3 separate regions of the Muntiacus reevesi genome follow, and all the other regions are linked to region 2. The links are chromatin contacts, called in public Hi-C maps. All regions are on one chromosome and are shown on one strand. The core of a region is the stretch at or near the end of the contact, and the rest is flanking DNA. Distances in the headings are between cores, read along the strand shown. Region 1 holds the start of EGLN1 (egl-9 family hypoxia inducible factor 1). Region 2 holds the start of TSNAX (translin associated factor X). Region 3 holds the start of EXOC8 (exocyst complex component 8).

Region 1 (4,546 bases), core at 675-3,174, 140 kb before region 2:
AGTTCTTTTTCAACACAGGGATTATACTAACAAAAGCAAATAAAGGAAACCTATGCTAAAAATGTAACCTACCTACACAGAGAGGTCTGAAAACGGAAATACTTCTTCTCCTGTTTAGTAATGGGTTTCAAAACAGTAGGGACAGGGAGATGGATGCGAGCTCTAAGAGGGGGAGGGGAGAAGTCAAGCTCTTCCTGAATGCAAGGAGTCTTTGGCCTACATGCTTATTTTATTTTAGATGTACCTTTTCTTGGTCAGTTGGCAGATTCTTAACTAAACACTGGTGTAAGCCAGAGTCTGATGAGTGGTTCAAAGCGCATGGGGACTTTAAGAGCCGATGCAAACACCAGCCCGAGGTAGAACCCAGCACTTGCTCCGGGTTGCACTCCGATAATCCCCATCGCGCGGCTACAACTCCAGCGACGTCTGAAGCGACTAAAACAGTGTACACAAAACAGCAGCGTTCAAGGGGAGCCTAAGTTTAGCCAGAAGACCATGCAATTAGACAAAGTGTGTGCACCGGGAGTAGGTGGATGATATCCGTTTTCTCCACGGGTTGCTGCACAAGAAGGAAATCCCTTTCACACACAGCAACCGCGCTGCTCGCCCCGCGCCCACCCCTAGCACACACTTACTTTCGTCCGGCCATTGATTTTGTAGTTGCCCAGCTTCCCGTTACAGTGGCGGATCAGGTCGTCCATGTTGTTCATGAGCAGCCCGATGGTTTCACAGCCGGGCTCCTTGCCCTCGATCCAGGTGATCTTATCGCCTCGGATGTCCTTGGACGAGTCGCTCTTCTGGCTGACCAGCTGCCCGTCCGTGAACTTGCCCGTATCGTGCAGGGCGCGCACCTCGTCGCCGATCTGCTGGCCGGTCTCCTTGCCCAGGAAGTCGTCCACCACGCAGATGCCGTGCTTGTTCATGCAGGGCACGATGTACTCCAGCGCCAGCTTCAGTGCCGGCATCGGCTTCGTCTGCCCGTTGGGCCGCAGGCCGCCGTGGCTCAGCCCCTCGCCCGGCGCGTTACTCGGCGGGTACAGGTTCGCCTTCTCCTGGTACAGCGACGGGCGGGCCAGCAGCTCCTCCTTCGCGGACTCCGCCTCGGCGGCCGCCGCTACCCGACCCTGGCCGCCGGGGGCCGCGCGGGGCGGGGACGCGGCCGCCGCGGGGTCGGCCGTGGGCTTGGCCTTCGCCTTCGCCTTCGCCTTGGCCGCGTCTCCGGAGGCCCGCGGGCCCGCGGCCTCGACGGCTCGGTCCCGGCGCGGCGCCGCCTTCCTGGCCTCCCTGACTCCGGCGGCCCTGGGCGGCGGCGCGCGGCCCGGCTGCTGCGCTTGGCCCGTGCTGGGGGCAGGAACGTTCTCGCCGACCTGGCACACGAGCTTGTGCTTCTTCCAGTCCTGGCGCTGGTGCTCCTTGCTGCAGTAGAAGGAGCTGCGGCAGCGGCTACAGCGCAGCAGGTTCTCCATCTTCCCGCACAGCTCGCAGTACTGCCGGTCTCGCTCGCTCGGGCTCGGCCCGCCGGGCCCGCCGCTGTCATTAGCCATGGCGGCAGCGGTGGAGGCGGCGGCCGAGCAGGAGGGGTGGCGGCCGGACGGCCTAGCCTGGGGCCGGCGAGCGGGCGAAGCGGCAGGGGCCGTCACTGCGCCATGCGCCCGCCGCCCCTCGCCTCAGGAGACCGGCGCCCCGCGCCCTCGGCCCGGCCGCGTCCTCGTCCTTCGGTCGCGCCGCGCAGCGCCGGCCGCCGCCTCAGCGCCTCATCACCGCCGCGGGCTGAGAGAGCGCGGCCTGCGCGGCGGACGGCGCCCTCCGCTCGGGCACGCGGGCCCGGCGCGCAAGACCCGCCGCCTTGGCCGCCGCCGCCTCAGCGTTCCGGGCGGCCGGCCCGGCCGGCGGAGCAGCGCAGGGCGTGCGGGCGCCACTCGCTCTGCGCGCTCTGCACGTACACCACGGCCCCGCGGCGACCCGGGCGGGCGGCGCGCGAGGCGGGGGGCGGGGCAGGCCGAGGGGAGGGCCGAGGGGGCGGCCGCCGCGCGTTCGCGCCTGGGCCGGGGCGGCGCCGGGGCCGCCTCCGCGCTCCCGCACTCGGCCAGCCGGGCCTCCGAGCCGGCTCCGGCGCCCCCCGCCCCCGCCGACCCTGCCCCGAGCGGGCCGGGGACGCGGAGGGGCAGGCCCGCGAGCGGCGGAAGGATGGGGGCCGCGCCGCCGCAGCGGGACCCGCGCCCCGCACGGTGCCTACACCTGCTGGGCAGAGCGCGGCCGCGGAGTCGCCGCGGAGCTGGGCGGCCTTAATATGGCTGCTGTTTGTGTGGGACCAACTGGGTGTGTTCCAGGCGCGCTCCAGACTAGGTTGCAAGGTGGCTGTTGCCATCGTCGCCTTGCGTCGGAGGAAACGGAAATTCAGAGAAGTAAAGAAACTTGCCCAAGGTCACGCAGAACTGGAACTGAATCCAGGAATCAGATTCTGCAAGATTCCAAGGCTTCTTTTTCCATTACACGAAAACAAGGTGTATTGTATTTCAAGAAGGCCTGAAATAGTTAAAAGCAAAAATAAGTATTGTGTGGTGTCAACCCAAGCCCCTGTGCCCATTTTGAGCCAAATTTAAAGGTACTGAAGTGTGATTTTAAAACAACAACAACAACAACAACAACAAAAAAAACCACCATTTTTAAGCCCTGTGAAATCTTGCCGAGTTTAAAACCTCGTGAAAAAATGTTTGGCTACCTAGTTAATTAAGGTAATCAATGCTCACTTTTAGGACTTCCCTGGTGGCTCAGATGGTAAAGCGTCTGCCAACAATGCGGGACACCTGGGTTCGATCCCTGGGTCTGGAAGATCCTCTGGAGAAGGAAATGGCAACCCACTCCCGTACTTTTGCCTGGAAAATCCCATGGACGGAGGAGCGTGGTGGACTACAGTTCACGGGGTCGCAAAGAGTCGGACATGACTGAGCGACTTCACTTCAATGCTCACTTCAGTGTCCACATTCAGGCACTTAAGCTCAAAACTGCTGCAACGACTCCTGAAAAGTGGATGGGGGCGGGGGCAAGAGGGGTGGCAAATAAGCGTTACTACATTTACGACTTCTTAAACAAAAATATGTTATTAAAATATGTGCTATGCTGATGAATACAATTCTTTCTTTTATAGAACATAAAAACCTTACCAGAAATAAGCCAAGGGTGTTTCTTTCTGCCTGCCATTTATTTTTAGAATAAAAAGGGCTGTGATTTAGATTTTTAGTCTTTTTTTGAGCACATGCTAATGTGGGAAATGCTGTGTTAGACTTGTGTATCATTTGAATAGACTGCTGGTAACTTAAGCAATCCTTGAAATTAACAGCACAAGAGCTGAAATGTGTGAGGTTAAAAGCAGAAGACTATAAGGAATTATTCACTTTATAGAATATTTTTAGAAAAACTGGTCTGAATCCAAAAACTCTTGATAAACTACACAGAACTTAAAACTGTCATTAAATTCTGCCATATAAGTAAACAGTATATTGGGGATCCAATCTGGTGAAAGAGGACAGTAATTCCAATTAGCTTGACCTTTGTAATACTCAAGTAAGTATTTTGTCCACAGCTTCAATTTCCAAACCAAACTAAAAATCCAACTCTGTAAAAAATCCAGACTTGGATCTTGATGTATATCCAACTTTTCCCAGAGCTTTATTAAATAAAGTGTCATTGTTTCATATATTACTAATTAGACTATTTAACACTGTATTGAGCTTCCCTAGTGGCTCAGGTGGTAAAGAATCTGCATGTAATGCAGGAGACCCAGGTTCGATCCCTGGGTCAGGAAGAGCCCCTGGAGAAGGGAATAGCTACCCACTTCAGTGTTCTTGCCTGGAGAATTCCATGGACAGAGGAACCTGGCAGTGTACTAGGAGCATGCTGCCTACCAGACTGTCTAAGTGTCACACCAGTGAAATAGTCACTCTACATACACTCAGGAGGTATATAGTTCAATGCAGGGGGCAGAAATGTAAACAAATAATGACAACCTGGAGTTCAGAGTAAATGCCCTAAGACAGAGAACCGGGTAGGGTGGGATGGGAAGACAGAAAAAGGAATTGCTCAGATGGTAAAGAATCTGCCTGCAATATGAGAAACCTGGGTTCGATCCCTAGGTGGGAAAGATCCCCTGAAGGAGGGCATGTCAACCCACTCCAGTATTCTTGCCTGGAGAATCCCATGGACAGAGGAGCCTGGTGGGCTACAGTCTAGGGGGTCACAAAGAGCCAGAGAGGACTGCGACTAAGCAGAGCCCTGCCCATTGCACTAATCAAGATTTCAAATAGATTAATTTAGGAAGTCTTAAAAATGGCTTTTAAAAGTTAGCTTTTAAAACATTTTGATGTATGTGAATTATAAAAATAAAATTAATTTCAATACAAGTGAAATCTAAAACTTCTTTGCCTTCCTTTTGCATAGTAATGATAACTGATTCTTAACTATTCTCACATTTACTAAGATACAATTATTCTACAAAGACTTTGATTCTTCTAAATTTAAATTTTTGTAGATATTAAAAATAGTCCAG
Region 2 (5,109 bases), core at 1,620-4,119:
TTCAACTCCATTGTACTGATATACCATATTTTGTTTCTCCAGTCATCTACTGATGCAAATTTGGGTAGTTTCCACCTTTTGCTTCTTATGAAGAGTGCTGCTATGATCATTTGTGCACAAGGTACACACCTAGAAATAGAATTATAGGGTCATATGCCAACTCCATGTTTAAGTTTTGAGATTGCCAAACTGTCTTCTATAGTGATTGCACCTTTTTACATCCTTCCTACCAAAATATGAGACGTCTAATTTCTCTGTATCCCCACTAATACTTATTTTGTGTAACTTTTTTATTATAGCCATCCTAGTGGGATGTGAAGTGGTATCTCATTGTGGTTTTTGCCCATCCCTATTACTCCCTCCAATACCAACTTCCTTCTTCAATAAAGATGTAGAACATTGATTTCCTATTACTTTCTAGCATTGCTTGAAAAATATATCTGTGAAATGGTATGTGTACACTTCACAATATCACTTTAGATCCTACAGGTATCTTTTAAATATTATGGTTATCAGTTTAGAAATGGTCACTCAAGTTTCTGGCAATTTCTCATAATTCCCTGTCCCACCTAGTTCCTGGACACCCTGCCCCCCAGTTTATGTAATAAGTACATAATAAAATAAATGCTGCAGCACAAACTCTTGTGATGGCCTGCATTTCATCTGTTACTTGGCTGTGCTTTCCTAAGTAACCGAAACCAATTTTTGCATGTGGTATTTTTTCCTGTAAAGGTGACAAATGTTGAGGATTTATGGACTGAATAAAAACAGGTGCATTTAAAAGGTGTAGGACTTTATACAGTCAAATGTGGGTAGATAGAATGCAATATGAGGAGGAAAGAACACCATTCCAGAAGTGGAATCTTACTGAAAATCTTTTACCTTCCTTTCCCCAACTTAGGGTGGTAGCTTTCCCTTAGAAACAAAAGGAAATATGTTCCACTAAGTACCAAAACTGTGCATATGCATTTGCAGCAATAAAACAAGGAGACAGGGTGGAGATGCCTTCTGCAGGTGCCACACAGGTTAAGAGGCATTTCCTGACAAAAGAGTAGTTACAGCTGGGACACCTGGGGTAAAGACATATGCAAATGAGTACTGGGAAAATATTCCTGGGATTCATCTCCATTAAGTATTACACTTTGAGGCATCATTATAGGTTATGAAACTTAGTGTTCTAATCCTTATACTTATGAGAGACCAGTGAAAAGCAGTTCAAGAAACACTGCTGAGTTGAACAGATGAACAGGAGTGGTGACTGGAGAAAGAAAAGGATATGATGGATCCAGGTTTTGGAAAGCTGAGGTCTTATGAGCTGCTATACCAGCGGAGTGGGGAAAAATACCCTTTTCCCACTATATAGTTCAAGTAAGCACTAACTCTAAATAAGTAGCTTCCTTGGATGTAGGAGTCCCGTTAAAATGATTACAATTATATGAAAGTTGTCTCTCTCTTTTTTTTTTGTCATGGTCAAGCCATCTCTAATCAAAGAGTAGAAGACCACTGGATAAGGGTCAGTAGGATCAGACTTCACACAAACTCGGAATTTTACGACCAACATCATCAGCAAAGCAGCTCAGTACATCAGCAAAGCAGTTCAGTCGAGGTCTTCAGGAGCCTACTTTATCCACAAGGAATCTGGCTAATTGATACATGTATTCAAAGCTGCAGAGACGTAATGGGTGGTGTTTCCCAAGCTTCTTGCTCCAGAGCTGAAGAGACCCTAGAGATTAGCTAGAACAGAAAACCTTCCTATGACACAGGTCTGTCAGGCGCTAGAAATCACTGCCAAGTTATTTCATTTCAATCACTGCTCCTTTGTTACTAAGTAAACAAGGAGGAAAGACTGTGTATATAGAGTGCCCACAATAAAGAGGTTATTTAGGGAAAACGTACTAATATAGTACTTGTGTTTTCCCAACCCGCCCCAGGCCGTCCAACTAACCAAGCCTCAGCCTGAGCTCTACCCTAAGGATGCTGGAGCGCATGTTCCTTTTGGAAAGTGACGGTGGGAAGAAGGGTATCAAAGCTAATCTTTAACTGAGACTTTACTATCTGAAAGACTCTTCTGCGCTTCTTAGTGGTAACTCATTTAATGGTCAAATAATCCTACGAGACGGGTCCAAATTTACCCCTATTTTACAGATGAAGAAATTGAGCTAGAGATGAATTACTTCCTTAAGGTTACACAGTCACTCAGCGACGGAGACCACCGCGAAAGCAGGCATTCCGGAGAGGAGCACAACGGCGGGCACAGGAAGAGGGAGGGAGAGGGGGAGAGGGAGGGGCGGGAGGAGGACACACAGGGGAGAAAGAACCAGCAACGTCTTGCACTGATTGATATGCATATTTTCATCGCTTTAGCTGCTGGCGTCACTGCCAGGAACGGAAAAGACTCCTATCTCGGTAAGGTTCAGCCTCGATCACAAGAAAACCGTCGCAGAGGAGACGCGGGGATGCTCCCTTTCTCACCCGCAGGTTCCCCGGCGCCGCAGAGCCGCCTCTAGCGGCGAACTACAATCCCCACTATGCACCGCGCGGGGGCCAGGGGCCCATGCGGGGGCGCACGCGAGGGTGTTCCAAAGGCGCCTTGAGAAAAAGAAAAAAAAAAAAAATCATACATCTTTCGTCGCTTTCCAGCCTTCACACTGCTCTCACTCTCAGAGGGATGCAGTCGTCTTTTTTTCTGAACAGCTAATACGGAAAAGTGTGTAAAGTCGCTTCTGTCTTCAGGCGCAGCAGAGGGCAGCTGCGACAACAGCGCCCGGGCGCGAGGTCCTCGGGCCAAGCGCAGGGCAGAGGCAGCGGAGGCGGGGCGGGGACGCGGCCGGAAGTGTGCGCGGGCGAAGAGGGAAGCCTGAGTGGTTGCTGGCGCGCGCTTCCGGCTAGTGCGTTGACGTCGGCCGGCTGTACCGGGCGCTGCTGAGGGCTTTCGGCCGCCGCCGCGCGTTACCCTGCTCGCCCCGAGGCGCTTAGTCTTCTCTCTTCTCGCCGTAGGCCGTGAAGACATGAGCAGCAAAGAAGGTGGCATCCTCAATAGCTTTGGGCGTGATTTATTTATTTAATCCAGACTTTTGGTCGCATTTTCCACTTCCCACCGTTGAAAGATGCTTTCTCCCCTCGCAGACTCGGGGGGCGGCGGCCCTGGTGATTTCCCCGGCCACATTGGTCCTACTTACCTCTTTTCCTTAATCCTCGAGCCATTTTTATCTTAGTTCGGTAATTGCCCCGTGTTGTTCCAGATCAGGGAACCCATTGTGGGAGGTTTGGATGAGCTTAACGTTTGGGAGGTGGTCGGGGAAGGTAGGGCTGCATTTCTGTTCGTTTGCTGAGAAAGTCTCTGCGATGACGGCCCAGGGGAGGTCTGGTTTTAAGGAAGAAAGGGGTTTACCTCTAATAGGTGTTGTCAAGTCCTGGCGATGGGAGAGCCCTGTCCAACCTTTTTTTCCTTCTCTATGTAAGGATCAGGAGGGTTCAGGAAAAGGAAGCATGACAATTTCCCACATAACCAGAGAAGAGAAGGGAAGGATGTTAATTCATCTTCACCTGTGATGTTGGCCTTCAAATGTAAGTTCTCTATCATGTAAACGGGTGAAGGGAAGAGAACTAAAGAGGTTGTAAAAAGGATCACGTATCTATGTTATGCTTCAGTCTCTTGAGACTTTTCCTGGAGGTTTTGCAGTGGTGCTCGGTCTGCTATGAAAATTGAGATTACAGAAGTCTTGACTTTTTTTTCCCTTTTAAGTTTCACAGGTAAACATTAATTAACATCAGACCTGCCACATGACTGAAAATTCCTGTACGCCTGATACACAAACATACATCTCAGCAGTATACATACGGATATTTGGTTATTTAATTTTTAACGTGTATTGGTTTTGTTTTCTCCACTAGGCTTTTGGAGACTTTTTGTTTTTTTAAAGATTTTTTTGATGTGGAACATTTTTAAAGTTTTTATTGGATTTGTTATAATAACTACTTCTATTTTATGTTTTGATTTTTTGGCCGTGAGGCATGTGGGACTCCCGACCAGGCATCAACCTCACACCCTCTTCATTGGGTGGTGAAGTCTCAACTACTGAATCAGGAGGGAAATGCTGTATTTTTGTTTTCACTATACCTCTTTGCAGAGAGTGGGCGCTCAACTGCATGTAAATTATACGTGAATATTTATTCCCCAATTCTCTTTTCTCAGTGTATTAACTTGGGAAAATTGTTCCTCATTGCAAAACAAAATATAAAACAAAATTCATGTAACTCTTGTCTTCTGTCCAGCATGCTATTTTTTTTGGACACACTGTGGCAGGCAAGATCTTAGTTCCCCTACCTGGGATTGAATCCATGCTCCTTTGCAGTAAAATCGCAGAGAGCTAACCACTGGACCAGCGGAGAATTCCCCCAGCATCCTTTTCTTTATAGTTTCTGTAGTTCAGGAATCCAAGGGAGGCTGAGTTAGCTGTTGGTTCAGATAACTTGGAGTCATCTGAAGACTTGAGTTGAAGGATCCACAACTGTCAGTCACTTAGGTCTTCTGCTAGCAGTCAGCTCTGTGTTCCTCCATGTGGACCCCTCCATGGTACTACTTGAGTGTCCTTGTGTTACAGCATTTGTCTTCCTCAGATAGAGGAAGGGAGGAGAAGACCACAGTTCTCTTATATCCTAATCTTGGATATCATACATGTCACTTTTGCTATAGCTTATTAGTTTGAAATGAATTAAAACTCAACCTCATGTTTGAGAGAACGGGAATTAGGTGCCGCTTTTTGAAAGGAGGAGTATTAAGTAAATTGTGGACATATTTGAAGATTGTCACAGCACATAACAGTGATCTTCAATGGTGTAAGACAACTACTTGTGATTGAGGAAAGAGCGTATTGATAGAGCTACATACACAGTGGAGAAACTACGCTGGGTCAGGTGTTCCCTATCGTTATGGGCTCACACACTCCATTGCTTGTTTCCAAGCATATTTTGCTGTCTTTGTTTCTACCTGCCTTTGTCTTCATAGTTCTTTAGGCTTGGAATAGCTTCTAGCTTGGTGCCCCCATTGCCCAGCTGAAGTACTATAGTTTTTTTTTTAAGACCCATTCCAAGTAGCTTCTTCCTACT
Region 3 (4,581 bases), core at 575-3,074, 210 kb before region 2:
GATTTCTTTATAACTATGCAAGGCTCCTTGGATGTCTTTCACCAGAAGGGCGTGGATGATGAAGGTGAGGTCGAGTCCGATGTCGCCCAGTTGCTGACAGTGCTCCTTCGCCACTTTGACGCACTCAGCCGCTGTGGAGAGGCTCTCCTTACTATCGAACACCTGCTTGCTGAAAGCATCCACGAACATGCCCATGGCTGACCTCGCCCAGACCACAAAGGCAGAGTAGCAGCCACTGTCGGTGCCTGCAAAGTCGGTCTCAAATTCCCTGGCGGTCTCCAGAAGGCTGGTAAAGAAAACGTGGCATAGCTTATGAATGTAGAGTAAGGTGGCCCCTTCAATGCGGAGCTGGCGTATTGCGGTGTGCACAGCAGCCGCCCTGTTTCTCAGAAACAGCTCACAAGCCTTCGTGCACTGGCCAAGTCGGATTAGTTGAGAAACTGCCCTGCGGGTCGCCTTGGGACCACCTCTCAGGGACCGATCCGGGGAGAGTTCAAAAACTAGCACCTCGGTGAGCTGGCGGACACGCTCATCCACTCTCGCCCTCAGTTCTTTGACAGGAGGTGGGCTGGGCTTGTCTTCTAGGTAATGGTTCAATTTATCCAGCAGGTCAACGGCACCTTCAAAGTCCCTCTGGGCAATACAGACATCCAGGTCTTCAGGCAATTCTTGGATCCATTCCATTGAGAGGTCCACCTTCTCTTCTTCTATCTCGGGAACAGTTGGTTCGTCGTCGTCTTCGTCCTCAAACGGGTTACTGGCCTTGGGGGTCACTTGGGGTGGCCCGCGAGGGGCCGCTGCCTCCTCCTGTTCCCTGCGTCTTTTTTCACTGAGGGCCCTCTTGGTTTCCTCCAGCACTTCCAGCCACTCCCGTTTGATTTTTGCATTTTCTGCCTGAAAAATACGGCTCTCGGGAAACATTAACAGCTTGAACATGTCCTTCATGGGTGGGTTGTCCTTGACATTGACCACAGCCAAACCATCCAGGGGATAGAGGGCGTTGTAGCGATACATCCCCCGCCGCTGTGGCAGCCAGGTGGCCACCAGCAAACAGTCGTTCATGAGAAAGCCGTGCACCCGCTGCAGCTGGGCCATGTGGTCCGCCTCGTATTCCACCAGGTCACCATTGTACACTAGGTACTGTCCTGGCGTCTCCAGCAGGTGCCTGCAGCCTTCCACCTTCTCAAGCAGGGTGGTGAGGGTTCGCTGCTTTCCTTCCTCGCCTGGCCCAGAACCGTCCCGGGAGGCGCCCCCGGGGCTGGGGAAAAAGCCGGTCTGGCCACGGAGGTGGTCGCGGCCCCCCGCGCCACCTCCTCCCTCCTCCCCTCCAGAGGTGGCGGCGGCGCCCGCGGCAGCGGCAGCCGGCAGCAGGGTAAGCGGGATGCTCTCCAGGCTGCTCTTCTGCTCCGTCAGCAGGTGGCTGAGCTGATACATCTCGCTCTCCAGGTAGGAGATCTCACGGGCCGTCTCTATGAACTGCCGGTAGTTCTGGTAGACGTTGCGCTTCAGGTTCTGCGCCGTCTCCTCCGCCAGCGCCTGGATGCGCTGTCGGTGCTCCTGCAAGTCCCGGTCCCCGTCCGACTGCTGCGAGAGCTGCTTCACGTACAGCCGCGCCTCGAAGCCGCCTGACTCGAGCTGCCGCCGCAGCCGGCTCGCCCCACTGTCTGACATCGCCATCGCCATTTCCGTCCGGACTCACGCACTCCCTGTCACTACCGCCGTGGCCGGTGCCGCCGCTGTGGAGGCCCACCCAAGCCGGGACAAACTCCAGGGCTAAGGAAGCAGGATGGAAGAGAGACGAATACGCCTGCGCCCGGGTTTGAACTTCAGTCACTGCGCCTGCGCAAGGAGCCGAGTGCCGACGTGCGCCTGCGCAGTAGCTTCAGGGGCCTAGGGCTCCTACGCTGGAGAAGCTATTGCGGAAGTAAGTGGAGGGCGGGGCAGAGAGATGTAGGTACTACGAGGGGCTACGTGTGGGCGGAGTGTGTCGTTGGTGTTTGACGTGACTCGCGAACCGTAAAGACTGTAACCAGGTATCTGAAACCTTCAACCCTAGTTTTGAGCCCATAGGTGGTGTCACGCTGAGTTCTTTTTTTTAAGGCCCAGAATCTTGACTTCGGCGTTTGGGACAAGCTAAGTTATCGTTGTCGAGCCCGTTTTCCCTGAGTCTCGCGAGATCGGCGAACTGGCCAGAAAGCCCGTATCTCCTAAGCGTGCGACCGGACCCTCAGACGCCCCCCCCCCCCCCCCCCGCCCCGGACGTGGAGTCACCCCCTCTGGGCCTCGGCAGCCATGGATGAGGACCTGGTTTTGGCACTACAGCTTCAGGAGGAGTGGAACTTGCAGGTCTCGGAGCGCGAACCGGTCCAGGAGCCCCTGTCGCTGGTCGACGCGTCCTGGGAGTTGGTGGACCCCACCCCTGACTTACAGGCCCTGTTTGTTCTGTTCAACGACCGTTTCTTCTGGGGCCAACTGGAGGCGGTCGAGGTGAAGTGGAGCGTGCGGATGACGCTGTGAGTCCCGGGCCCCGCTGTGGACGGGGCCGCCGGCGGCCCTTCTGTCGCCCCTCCCGGTCCCGGGGCGTTAGCCCGGGCTCTGGATTTGGGGCAGGCGGCCCCACAGGGATTATCTTCCTTCCAGCCCCTTCCCTTCTCACCTTAAACGACTTCAAGAAAGCCCCGTGGCCCATCCCGCGATGGCTTGACTTGTAAGGGGCGCACTGAGAGAAAAATTGTGTTTCTTTGAATCTCACTTCACTAGAAAGGGCTTCCCTGGTGGCTCAAACGTTAAAGAATCCGCCTGAGACCTGGGAGACCTGTGTTTGATTCCTGGGTCGGGAAGATCCCCTGGAGGAGGGCATGGCAACCCATTCCAGTATTCTTGCCTGGAGAATCCCATGAACAGAGGAGCCTGGCGGGCTTCATACAGTCCGTGGGGTCTCAGAGTCGGACACAACTGAGCGACTAAGTACACAGCACAGTCCAAAGGCCCTTAACGGTTACTAAAAAGCAAGTTAACGCTTTTCTAATTTGTCTTAGGGGTGTGCTTTAGGATCCAGGTGGGAGAAACAGCCAGAATCTGCCCCAAGAGAGAGTGCCAGGGACACATTGTGTGGTGTACTTAGCTGTGAGCTCCGGAGCCCCAGAGTGGGGAAGGTGCTCATGTTCCCATATTTCTGGATCCAGGGGATCTAAAGGGATGCCTCTAAAAGGATCCCTTTCTGACACTCCAGGTTTGAGAAATTCTGATTTGAGATAATGTACCCCGGTATATGAACGGAGTTAACAAGTAAGTCTAAGAAGTTGTTGTATACCACTGTACTTGTTTTTTGAATTGATATCAAAGCATCTAAAATAAGAGAGAAGATATGACACTTCGTGTGTTTAAAGTATCTCTTTCATATAGGATTCCATTATAATTTTGGACATAGGCTAATGGAGATCTGGCCGTTACGACTACAACTGATTGAGCATAGCTTGTAGGGAGGAGACAGGGAGCAGCAAAATAAGATTATCTTTTTCAAGCTGTTACAGCCTGGTAACAGGCTAGGGAAGCCACTACTCCGATGAAATACAAGTATCTCCCAACAAAGTGGGTATACTCTCAAGAAAGCCATCCTTCATAGAGTTCTCTGTCTGAACTGTCCAAGAACAATAAATAGGGATTTTGCTCTTTCATTTCTATTTCCATTTTGTGTATATTTGGTGACTAACAATTTTTGTGGTGGTGTTTTCCAGGTGTGCTGGGATATGCAGCTATGAAGGGAGGGGTGGAATGTGTTCCATCCGTCTCAGTGAACCCCTTTTAAAGCTGAGACCAAGAAAAGATCTTGTGGAGGTATTCTTTGCATAAACCTGATTCTTAGCTCAGTAATTTAGAAACAGTTATTATTAGACTGCTGTAAATTAACCTGTACACGTGGGGGAAAAAATCAGTTTTCCCTCACTGCAAACTTTTATTGTGGGGCAAATAATGATTATCTTATATTCTTACAGTGTTTCAAAGTTGGAGGCTTTCAGGTATGTTAGCTACTTTGATTTTTACAACAGTCCTGTTTATGTTCAGTATGTGTTATCCTTATTTTTATAAATAACATAAGGTTTAGATAGACAAGGTAGTTGGTTTAGAAGCAGCAAGAAAGTTAAGATCCAAACCTTTTTATTGACACACACGAATTTTGATTCTCTTCTGTTTCGCCACCATGGTGTCCTCCCATGACATATAGCTGGGCTGGCAGAACAAACCAATGTGAGGGCACACTTCATATCTATAGATGGTGATCACTCCTAATAGCTGAATGAAACAGTAGGAGCCCTGAACTGTGTTTAGTTGAGTCCAGTAGTTGCCTTAAAATCCTCAAGATATACCTGGTGTGAGTTGTCTTGCCTCAGTTGTATCATTTGAAATATATGCACCAGAGAGCATAGATGATAGAGGTTGGATGGGAAGTAAGTTAAAACATGCCTGGAAATATGTTTTTTAAGGATAGCAAAAAGTGGTGGGTTTCACAACAATGTGAGTGTACTTAGCACTACTGAACTGTATACTTAAAATAGTTAAGATGGTAAATGTTTTGTTACA

The links. Hi-C and Micro-C count contacts between places; a contact is called where the count stands out from the background.
Region 1: a contact with region 2 is called in a Hi-C map of blood, with 2.2 times the contacts expected there. The contact joins the promoter of EGLN1 here to the promoter of TSNAX in region 2. A contact is called at or near these places in 2 of 3 Hi-C or Micro-C datasets (blood and muscle).
Region 3: a Hi-C map of blood shows a contact between it and region 2, with 2.8 times the contacts expected there. The contact joins the promoter of EXOC8 here to the promoter of TSNAX in region 2. A contact is called at or near these places in 2 of 3 Hi-C or Micro-C datasets (blood and muscle).

What each region holds. Positions count from the first base shown.
Region 1 is chr2:89,645,091-89,649,636 of mMunRee1.1, reverse strand. It overlaps EGLN1 (egl-9 family hypoxia inducible factor 1), which reads right to left and starts at 1,924. Exons shown (of 5, transcript XM_065922313.1): 1 at 636-1,924. The coding sequence starts at 1,544.
Region 2 is chr2:89,510,095-89,515,203 of mMunRee1.1, reverse strand. TSNAX (translin associated factor X) reads left to right here and starts at 2,869. Exons shown (of 6, transcript XM_065922310.1): 1 at 2,869-3,024; 2 at 3,463-3,567. The coding sequence starts at 3,009.
Region 3 is chr2:89,723,575-89,728,155 of mMunRee1.1, reverse strand. EXOC8 (exocyst complex component 8) reads right to left here and starts at 1,824. Exons shown (of 1, transcript XM_065922311.1): 1 at 1-1,824. The coding sequence starts at 1,683. It overlaps SPRTN (SprT-like N-terminal domain), which reads left to right and starts at 1,928. Exons shown (of 5, transcript XM_065922312.1): 1 at 1,928-2,513; 2 at 3,738-3,837. The coding sequence starts at 2,293.